Linked DNA regions of Mus musculus: region 1 is linked to region 2. A link is a contact called in public ChIA-PET data. All regions are on one chromosome and are shown on one strand. Each heading gives the region's core, a stretch centred on a gene start, on an enhancer-like site or on the middle of the called end of the contact. The rest is flanking DNA. Distances are from core to core; before and after follow the strand shown.

Evidence for each region. ChIA-PET counts read pairs in DNA pulled down with a chosen protein or histone mark.
Region 1: an RNA polymerase II ChIA-PET map of memory CD8 T cells shows a contact between it and region 2, with 5 read pairs. The contact joins the promoter of Lpcat3 here to the promoter of 4930417O13Rik in region 2. A contact is called at or near these places in 2 of 115 datasets of contacts at active chromatin or transcription factors (memory CD8 T cells and pancreatic cancer cells).

Annotation. Positions count from the first base shown.
Region 1 is chr6:124,661,006-124,665,127 of GRCm38.p6, reverse strand. Lpcat3 (lysophosphatidylcholine acyltransferase 3) reads right to left here and starts at 2,024. Exons shown (of 13, transcript NM_145130.2): 1 at 1,769-2,024. The coding sequence starts at 1,919.
Region 2 is chr6:125,263,039-125,266,990 of GRCm38.p6, reverse strand. It overlaps 4930417O13Rik (RIKEN cDNA 4930417O13 gene), which reads right to left and starts at 1,466. Exons shown (of 4, transcript NR_015527.1): 1 at 922-1,466; 2 at 465-591.

The DNA of each region.
Region 1 (4,122 bases), core at 775-3,274, 600 kb after region 2:
GTGACACTGTATTGAGCCAGCCACGGAACCTAAGGTCCCTCCACCTCTAAAATCTTAGGATCCCACCAAGGAAGAGCAAAACTTTTATCAGAGCAAAGGAAGATCACCTTGGTATGATATGAAATAACAATGGTTTTAGCCAAGGTTGTTTCAGTATGGATTAAAGTTCCAGTCATCCTGTAGATTGGATCCACACCCTCTGGTGATTATGTGTCCATGTCTCAGCTGACTCCAGGATAACTTCCACATTTCTTTCTCGAATTTAAACTCTTCCCAGCCCAATTGTCTCCAACTTTTTTTTTCTTTTATTTATTCTTCTCAGCCCAATTGTCTCAAACTTTTTCCATTTATTTATTTATTTATTTATTTATTTATTTATTTATTTATTTATTATATGTAAGTACGCTCCAGAAGAGGGTGTCAGATCTCATCACAGATGATTGTGAGCCACCATGTGGTTGCTGGAATTTGAACTCAGGACCTTCAGAAGAGTAGTCAGTGCTCTTACCTGCTGAGCCATCTCTCCAGTCCTCCCCCCCCCCTTTTTAAAAATAGGGTCTCAAACCATTAGCCCAGGCTCAAACTCACAGTTCTCTTGCCTTAGTCCCAGGGCACTGAGCCGCAAAGGCATAAGTCACCACACCCAATTTATCTCAAACTTCCTACAGTTAACCCTCTACTTACGCCTCTCTCAGGTTAAAGTTATGCAGCCTTCCCCAAAAGTTCCAAGGACTTAAAAACCTACTGAATCGAGTCTCTGATCACTGATCTTGACCTAAGAATTCTTACCGGACTTTACAGCGATCCAATGCTAAGCACGGCTGTCTTCATCTCATAAGAGAATTAGATGCGGAGCAGTTAAATGGCTTGCCTGGGGGGTCTTACCGTTTGTGAGTAGCGACAAGAGTGGTTGCTACTCACAAACGGTAAAGAGTGGGACTCCTTTAACTTCAAAGTCCACACTTTTTCCATCATACCACGTTACCTCATGTATTAAAAAACCTCGAAGAGTGCGGTTTTTAAAAGACTATAAAATATATATATAATATATAACACAGCTTGTTGCGACATAAATTCAGGTACATCACATCCTTTGAACCATATGAATAATAGTCCCTTGGAACAAGCATGGAGTTTTTAAGGTTGTTAATAGTGCTGTTTCCCAAGCCCAGTGTAAGAATGTATTCCAGAGTAAATGACAGGTGGGCGGCTAAGGGGGAAAGCAATATGGTACAAGAAAATACTAGAAAGTGGACAGAAAAGAGATGAAAGTACACTATACGTTGGCAATACACAAAATAGACCGAGAAGACATAGTATGAAATAATCGGGCAGAGGAGGCCCGTAGGGCTAAAATATCTTAAGTTCGAGGGCCTATGCCTCTCGTAAGGAGAGCGCATGATGGGAGCTGTTAATAACAAATAAGTAGTACTCATGGCCACAGTCGAACTCTTGAGAGCCACAGACAGACATAGGTCGCAAGGGCACAGTCCGGCATATCGATGACAAGGCGGGAGGTGACTGAGGAGCCAAAGGGCACAGTATGGGCCAAAGAAAATGGGAAGAGGTTCAGAGGGTACGGGCCCCCAGACTTGAGACCAGACTTGTCTTCCCTTCGATAGCTGGCTGGTGTGCTTGATGACCCGCACCCCCAAGCCCTCCTGGGTCCCAGGTTCGGGGCAGACAGACAGGTCCTGTCCCCAGACCCCATTCTGCCCATTTCCTTGGGACTCCACGAGGGGGCAGAGGCAGGCAGGAGGGTCCTTACCCAGGAAGATGGAGAAGATGAGCCGCAGCGCCTGTTCCGACGCGCCCAGAGACGTCGCCAACTTGTTAAGGCTCAGATCCTCGACACCCGGCCACAGCCCCCGCATCTGCTCCAGCGTCTCTCCCATGTCCCCGTCCGCTGTAGACGCCATCTTAACTGCGGGCGCCCCCCGGGGACCCCCAGCTCCGCGCCCCGAATGTGGGCAGAACGCGGTGGCTTCACCCCCAATTCCGGCCGGGGGCCCGCCCACGGCGTGCGCATTGGCTGCGGGCCCGCCCAGAGCCTCTAGACCCACCCGATTATTGGTCGAGCCAGCCGGGGGCGGGGCCGAGCGCAGCAAGGTAGGAAGAGGGCGGGGCCGAGCGTTTGTAAGGCAAAGGTGACTCCCGTGAGGAAGGGAAACGGGCCGGGCCGGCGGGGCGGGGCGGGGCTTGCGATCGCGACCCAGCTGCTATTGGAGCAGGCGGGAGCGCGAGGCGAGGTGACAGTACAACTCGGTCCGGACGGCTCCGGGCAGGAGTGGGTCGGACGGGTGTCCGGCCGGCTTGCTCGCTGCCTTCCCATTGGTTGAGACAGGAGCAGGCGAGAGTCGGGGCGGGGGGGGGGCGGGGGGGGGCGGGGGCGTCACCAGACCGCGAGGTTACTCTCGGTCGCCGGCGCTGGGGTTACTGGGGCATGTAACGGAGCGGAGCGAATGTCTGCTGTCACCCCACGAGCGCCCCCTAACGGTGTCTCCTCGGGGGCGGGGGAGGGGGGGAGAGCGAGGGTCCTGCATTCCCAGCCCTTTCCTGAAGGCTCTGGGGGAGCCCAGGGGCCCAAGAACACCCTTTAATGCTACGTAGCTCTTCCCGATGCAGGTCCTTTTCGGTTGTTCAAGTACTGGGACTCGAACCGGTGCCGCGTGCACGCTCTCCTGCCGGAGCTACAACCCTAGTCCTTATGCAGAGTTCCCTTTCTATAGTAAAACGGACCTTCTCTCCGGAGGCAATGAAATTAGGATCTGCCTATTTATATTAAAAAGAGCCTACTTAACACTTGCCGCTTTAATTAACAGTTAGGCTAGTTTTGTCACGGCTTAAGTAATGTATGTTCCTGATGAAAGTTCAAGCACTAGAGGCATGAAGCAAAATAGGAGCCCTTTCCTCCTATGCAGTGTCACTTCCCACTGATTGACCCCAGGGAAAGTGACAGTGTATGGGGTGTGTAACAAAGGGGTTCACAAGTTCTTGTCCTAAAAAGTTCAGCTATGGCTTACACTTCCATGGCATTTTATACTTTTTTCCAGCCCCCCCCCCCCCTTTTTTTTTTTACTGGGAAATTGAACGTAGGCTTTACGTGTGCTAAGGAAGCATTGGACCACTGAGCTATGTCTCCTGCCTTTTCATATGTCCTTTTATTTATACTTAAAGGCATTTTTTTTTACATTTATTTGTGTATATATTGGGGTATGTTGGAGGAAGGGCTAGTTTTTGCCACAGAACACACATGAAGGCCAGAAGACAACTTTCAGGAGACTGCTCTGTCTTTTGCCATGTGGATTTTGACGATTGAACTCAGTGCTGGCAAGTGCTGTAACGCGCTGAGCTATCTCTCTGGCTCGCAATTATTTTAATTAATTAAATTTTAATTTAAAATGCTTTATTTTTAATAATAGGGTTGTGCCTCTGTGGGTGGTGTGTAGATGAAGATTTCCTATCCCCGGTGTCTGGGTGTTACAGGAAATTGTGAATGGTGTGATATGGGTGCTGGGAATTGAATGCAGGCCCTCTGCAAGAGCAATATTCTCTCTTAACCACAGAGCCAGCCTGCCAGCACTGCCATTCTTTTTAAATATGAACTGCTTTACTCTTCCTGAAAAGTGCAGACTACAACCTTCCTGGATTAAGATTTTCTAATCTAGGCATAACCTAGACCAGTGGCTCTCAGCCTAATGCTGCAACCCTTTAATATACTTCCTCATGCTGTAGTGATCCTCCAACCCTAAAATTATATTTGTTACTACTTCATAACTGTAATTTTGCTACTGTTATGAATCATCATGCAAATATTTTTTGGAGATAGAGGGTTGCTAGAGAGGTTGAGAGCCACAGGTTGAGAACCACTGGCCTGCACAGAGAGCCAAATGTATCCCTTTCTGATGTCATCCCCTTCTTCATGTGAGACTGAAGATCTTAGACAATCACTTGACTGATGTGAATATTCATCACCAGGTAGTTTTTTTTTTTTTTTTCTTTTTTTTTTGGTTTTTCGAGACAGGGTTTCTCTGTGTAGCCCTGGCTGTCCTGGAACTCACTTTGTAGACCAGGCTGGCCTCGAACTCAGAAATCCACCTGCCTCTGCCTCCCAAGTGCTGG
Region 2 (3,952 bases), core at 217-2,716:
CTACTCTCTAATCCCGAACTATACAAACAGCTGGGCGTGGTGGTGTGAATCTGTAGTCTCAGGGCTTGAGAGGAGGAGGAGGCAGGAGGACAAGGGTCTGGGCAGTAAGTACTAAGTCATTGGACTACACAGACAGCCCTTGTCTTAAAAAATAAAAAGGATCAGAGCTGGCAGGGGGTGGCTCACAACCATCCATAATGAGATCTGACGCCCTCTTCTGGTGCGTCTGAAGACAGCTACAGTGTACTTATGCATAATAATAAATAAATCTTTGGGCTGAAGCGAGCAGGGACTGAGCGAGCAGGATTGACCAGAGTGAGCAGAGGTCCTAAAAAAATTCAATGACCAACAACCACATAAAGGCTCACAACCATCTGTACAGCTATAGTGTACTCACATACATAAAATAAGTAAATCTTTAAAAAATAATAATAAAAAGGATCAGAAAACACACAGAAACTCACGTCATCTCTTATTCTAGTCCCTTGCCAGTCCACCACATCCTTCAGCATGGAAATGTGTTAGTCACGTCTCAGCCCCAGAAGTCTCCACACGGCCCGTCCTGAAGTTCGCACTTTCCCACTGGGAACCCTAGGAAGGGTGATATTCTGTTCCACCTGCCCGCCCCGTGCCTTGACCTCCCGGGTTCCTTTACTCTTTGCCTGGAACCCTGACTTCTCATGCTGCTCTCACGCCTGGCAGAGAAGGCAGGAGCTGGTGACTGAGTCGTTCCAGGACACATTTACCAGCCCTGCGTCCTGCGCAGCTCAGTACCTGACACCATTGCTCACATGCTCCCTAGGAGCATCAGCACCGATCCACCCACCCTCCCGGTTACAGCACAGACAGACTCATTCAAAGTCCTTGAGCAGCTCACCCCACTAACAACCAGAGAAGCAGAGGGCAAACAGACATTTATACCTCCAATGGTCCAGTATTTCTTCAGTTCTTTGCCATCTGACTGACTCTTGGATTTTTCCTTGGATTTTCACCTCAGCCTCCTCTGGCCCCGCCTTGCCTGTGTCTATCATTTACAAACCTCCCTAGGCAATAGGCTCATGAAAATGCCCATCCTGGTCTAACTTGTAGGTGAAAGAGAAGAATCAGTTATCCAGTTTTGACATGGGCAAAGCATGAATAAACAGCTCTCCAGTCAGTAAGTACAGGCAAAAGGCATGTGACAAAATGTGACGGTAGCCAGGCATGGTGTCACACACCTGAAGTGTCAGCACTTGGGCTATCCTCAGAGGTCAGCCTAGGCTACCTCAAAAACATTAGAAAAGAAAAAGAGAAAAGAAATATGACCACAGCCTGTGCCCACTAAAGGGGTCCCTGTTCCTTCAGAAGGGGCTAGCCCAAATCCTACAGGAGTGAAGGGTCAGGACATCGAGAGCTCTGTAGACCCAAACTTACACTTCTGCTCAAACTCTCCCAGGCCAGGGAGCCCTCAGAAGCGAAGGCAGTGTGGGAATAATTAGTCAGACACGCTTCCCTTTGTGTCACAGAATCTAACTCGCCATCTATGACTTCAGAGAAGTTACGTGACAACAGCAGCACACGGTGTCATAGCAACACACCTACACGTCCTGCTGCCACCTTCCTGCCCGCAGAGAAAACAGCTGCCTTCTTCAAAAGTCAACACAGCCAGGCACTGTGCCGCTCATCTGCCACCTCCAGCACTTGGGAGGGAGACACGTGGAGTCAGGCTGAGGCTAGCAGAAACTACAGGAGACCCTGTCTAAATAGAAAAATAAGTAACGTAAGCAGCGGGTAGCCTGACATCAGCTGGGTGAAGTGTCACAGTGTCACTTAGTGCTTAGGAGTAGAGACAGAATCAGGTGTTCACGGTCATTCTTAGCCACAAAATCAATTTGAGGCCATCCTGGAATACATGAGACACTGGTTTTTTTTAATTAATTAATCAACTAATTAATTAATTTAAAAAACAAAGGAACCAAGAGTGCATATCTTTAATCCCAGCACTGGGGAGGCAGAGGCAGGCAGTTCCCTGTGAGTTCAAAGTTAGCCTGGTTGACAAAGCAAGTTCACGGACAGGCAGAGCTCTCTTTCAGAGAAACCCTGTCTCAGAAACAAAACAAGAAAAAACTAGGGGAGGGGGGAATTCCACTTACCATAGCATCAGAAAGATTAAAACCTTACCAAGAAAGTCAACAAATAAATTGTAAGACTTCTACAATGAAAAGTCACAAAACATTGTTTAAAGGCATTTAGTACTAAATATATCAGAAGATTTGGTGTTCATGGGTTGGAAAACCTGATTGTGTTATTGTGATAATTCTGCCAACTCCCACCAGTGAGTCCAAGACAATGCCTATAAAAATTTCAATTGCCCCTTTTTGCAGAAATGAAACTGATCCTAAAAGTCATACGGCGATTCAAGAGGCACGGAATAGCCAAAATACTTTAGAGAGGCCAGAAAGATGGTTCAGCAATTAAAGACATTTGCCACCAAGCCTGGCTACCTGAACTGAATCCCTGGGACCTCCAACGGTGGCAGGAGAGCATCAACTTCTGTAAACTGACCTCTGACCTCCACATACGTGCCGCGACACACTCCCACCCACACCACACACAAAATGAGTGAACAAATTAGTGTAAAAACAAAACATTATTTCAGAAAAGATCAAAACCCACTAACTCATTCTTTCCAGTTTCCTTTCTCTTCTCTTCTGAGACAGGTCTCGCTATGTAGCGCAGGCTGAACTTTTACTTACAGTAATCCTCCTGCCTCTGCCACCTTACTGCTGGGATTACATAAGCATACAGTACCACTCCGAGTTTATACTTCTTGATGTCAAAACTTACTATAAAACTGTAATCAAAACTGTGAGAGCGACATAAAGATGGACATAGATTAATGGAATAAAACTGAGAGTCCAGAAATCAAGCCATAGGCCAATTGATGGTTACCAAGACCCTCCAGTGTAAGAATAGTTTTCTTCTGACTTCAGGCACTGAGACACCGCTCAGCAGTGAAATACAAGAATTAAAACTACAGGCTGGGCGTGGTGGCGCACGCCTTTAATCCCAGCACTCGGGAGGCAGAGGCAGACGGATTTCTGAGTTTGAGGCCAGCCTGGTCTACAAAGTGAGTTCCAGGACAGCCAGGGCTATACAGAGAAGCCCTGTCTCGGAAAAAAAAAGAAAGAAAAGAAAAGAAAAGGAAAGAAAAGAAAAAAAGAATTAAAACTACAAAGCCATTAGAAGGAAAGAGGTGGCAACCTCTGTGACCTTAGATTAGGCGACAGTTTCCTAAGTACACCACCAAAAGAATAAGCAACAAAGGAAAAAAATAGATCACTACAACTCAAGATTTAAAAACTTCTCATATGAAAAGATAGCACCTGAGGGAGGAAGGGAAGCGGCCAGAGAGCATGGAGTGGTAGGAAGTACTCACTTAGGGGTATTATTATTATTGTTACCATTATTATTAGTGTGGGGAAGGTGTTGGGGTGCAAACACACTCATACACATACACATGCACATTTGCATGCCATCACATGTCAGAGGACAACTTTTGCATTTTGTGTGTGTGTTCGTTTGTTTTTGTTTTTTCGAGACAGGGTTTCTCTGTGTAGCCCTGGCTGTCCTGGAACTCACTCTGTAGACCAGGCTGGCCTCGAACTCAGAGATCAGCCTGCTCCTGCCTCCTGAGTGCTGAGATGAAAAGTGTGTAGCATCTCAGCCAGGCTTTAAATGTGTTCTTACTTATGTGTGTCTTGTCTGTATGTGCCCCACATGCATGCAGTGCCCACAGAGACCGTAAGAGGGCATTCGATCCCTTGGCACTGGAGTTTCAGGCGGTTGGGAGCCACCTGATGTGGGTGCTGGGAACTGAAACAGGGTCCTCTGCAGGAGCTGGGAGCACTCAGAATCCCTTTTGTTGTTTCTGCTGCTCTGTGCACTCCAGGCAGTTGGCTGTGAGCTTCCA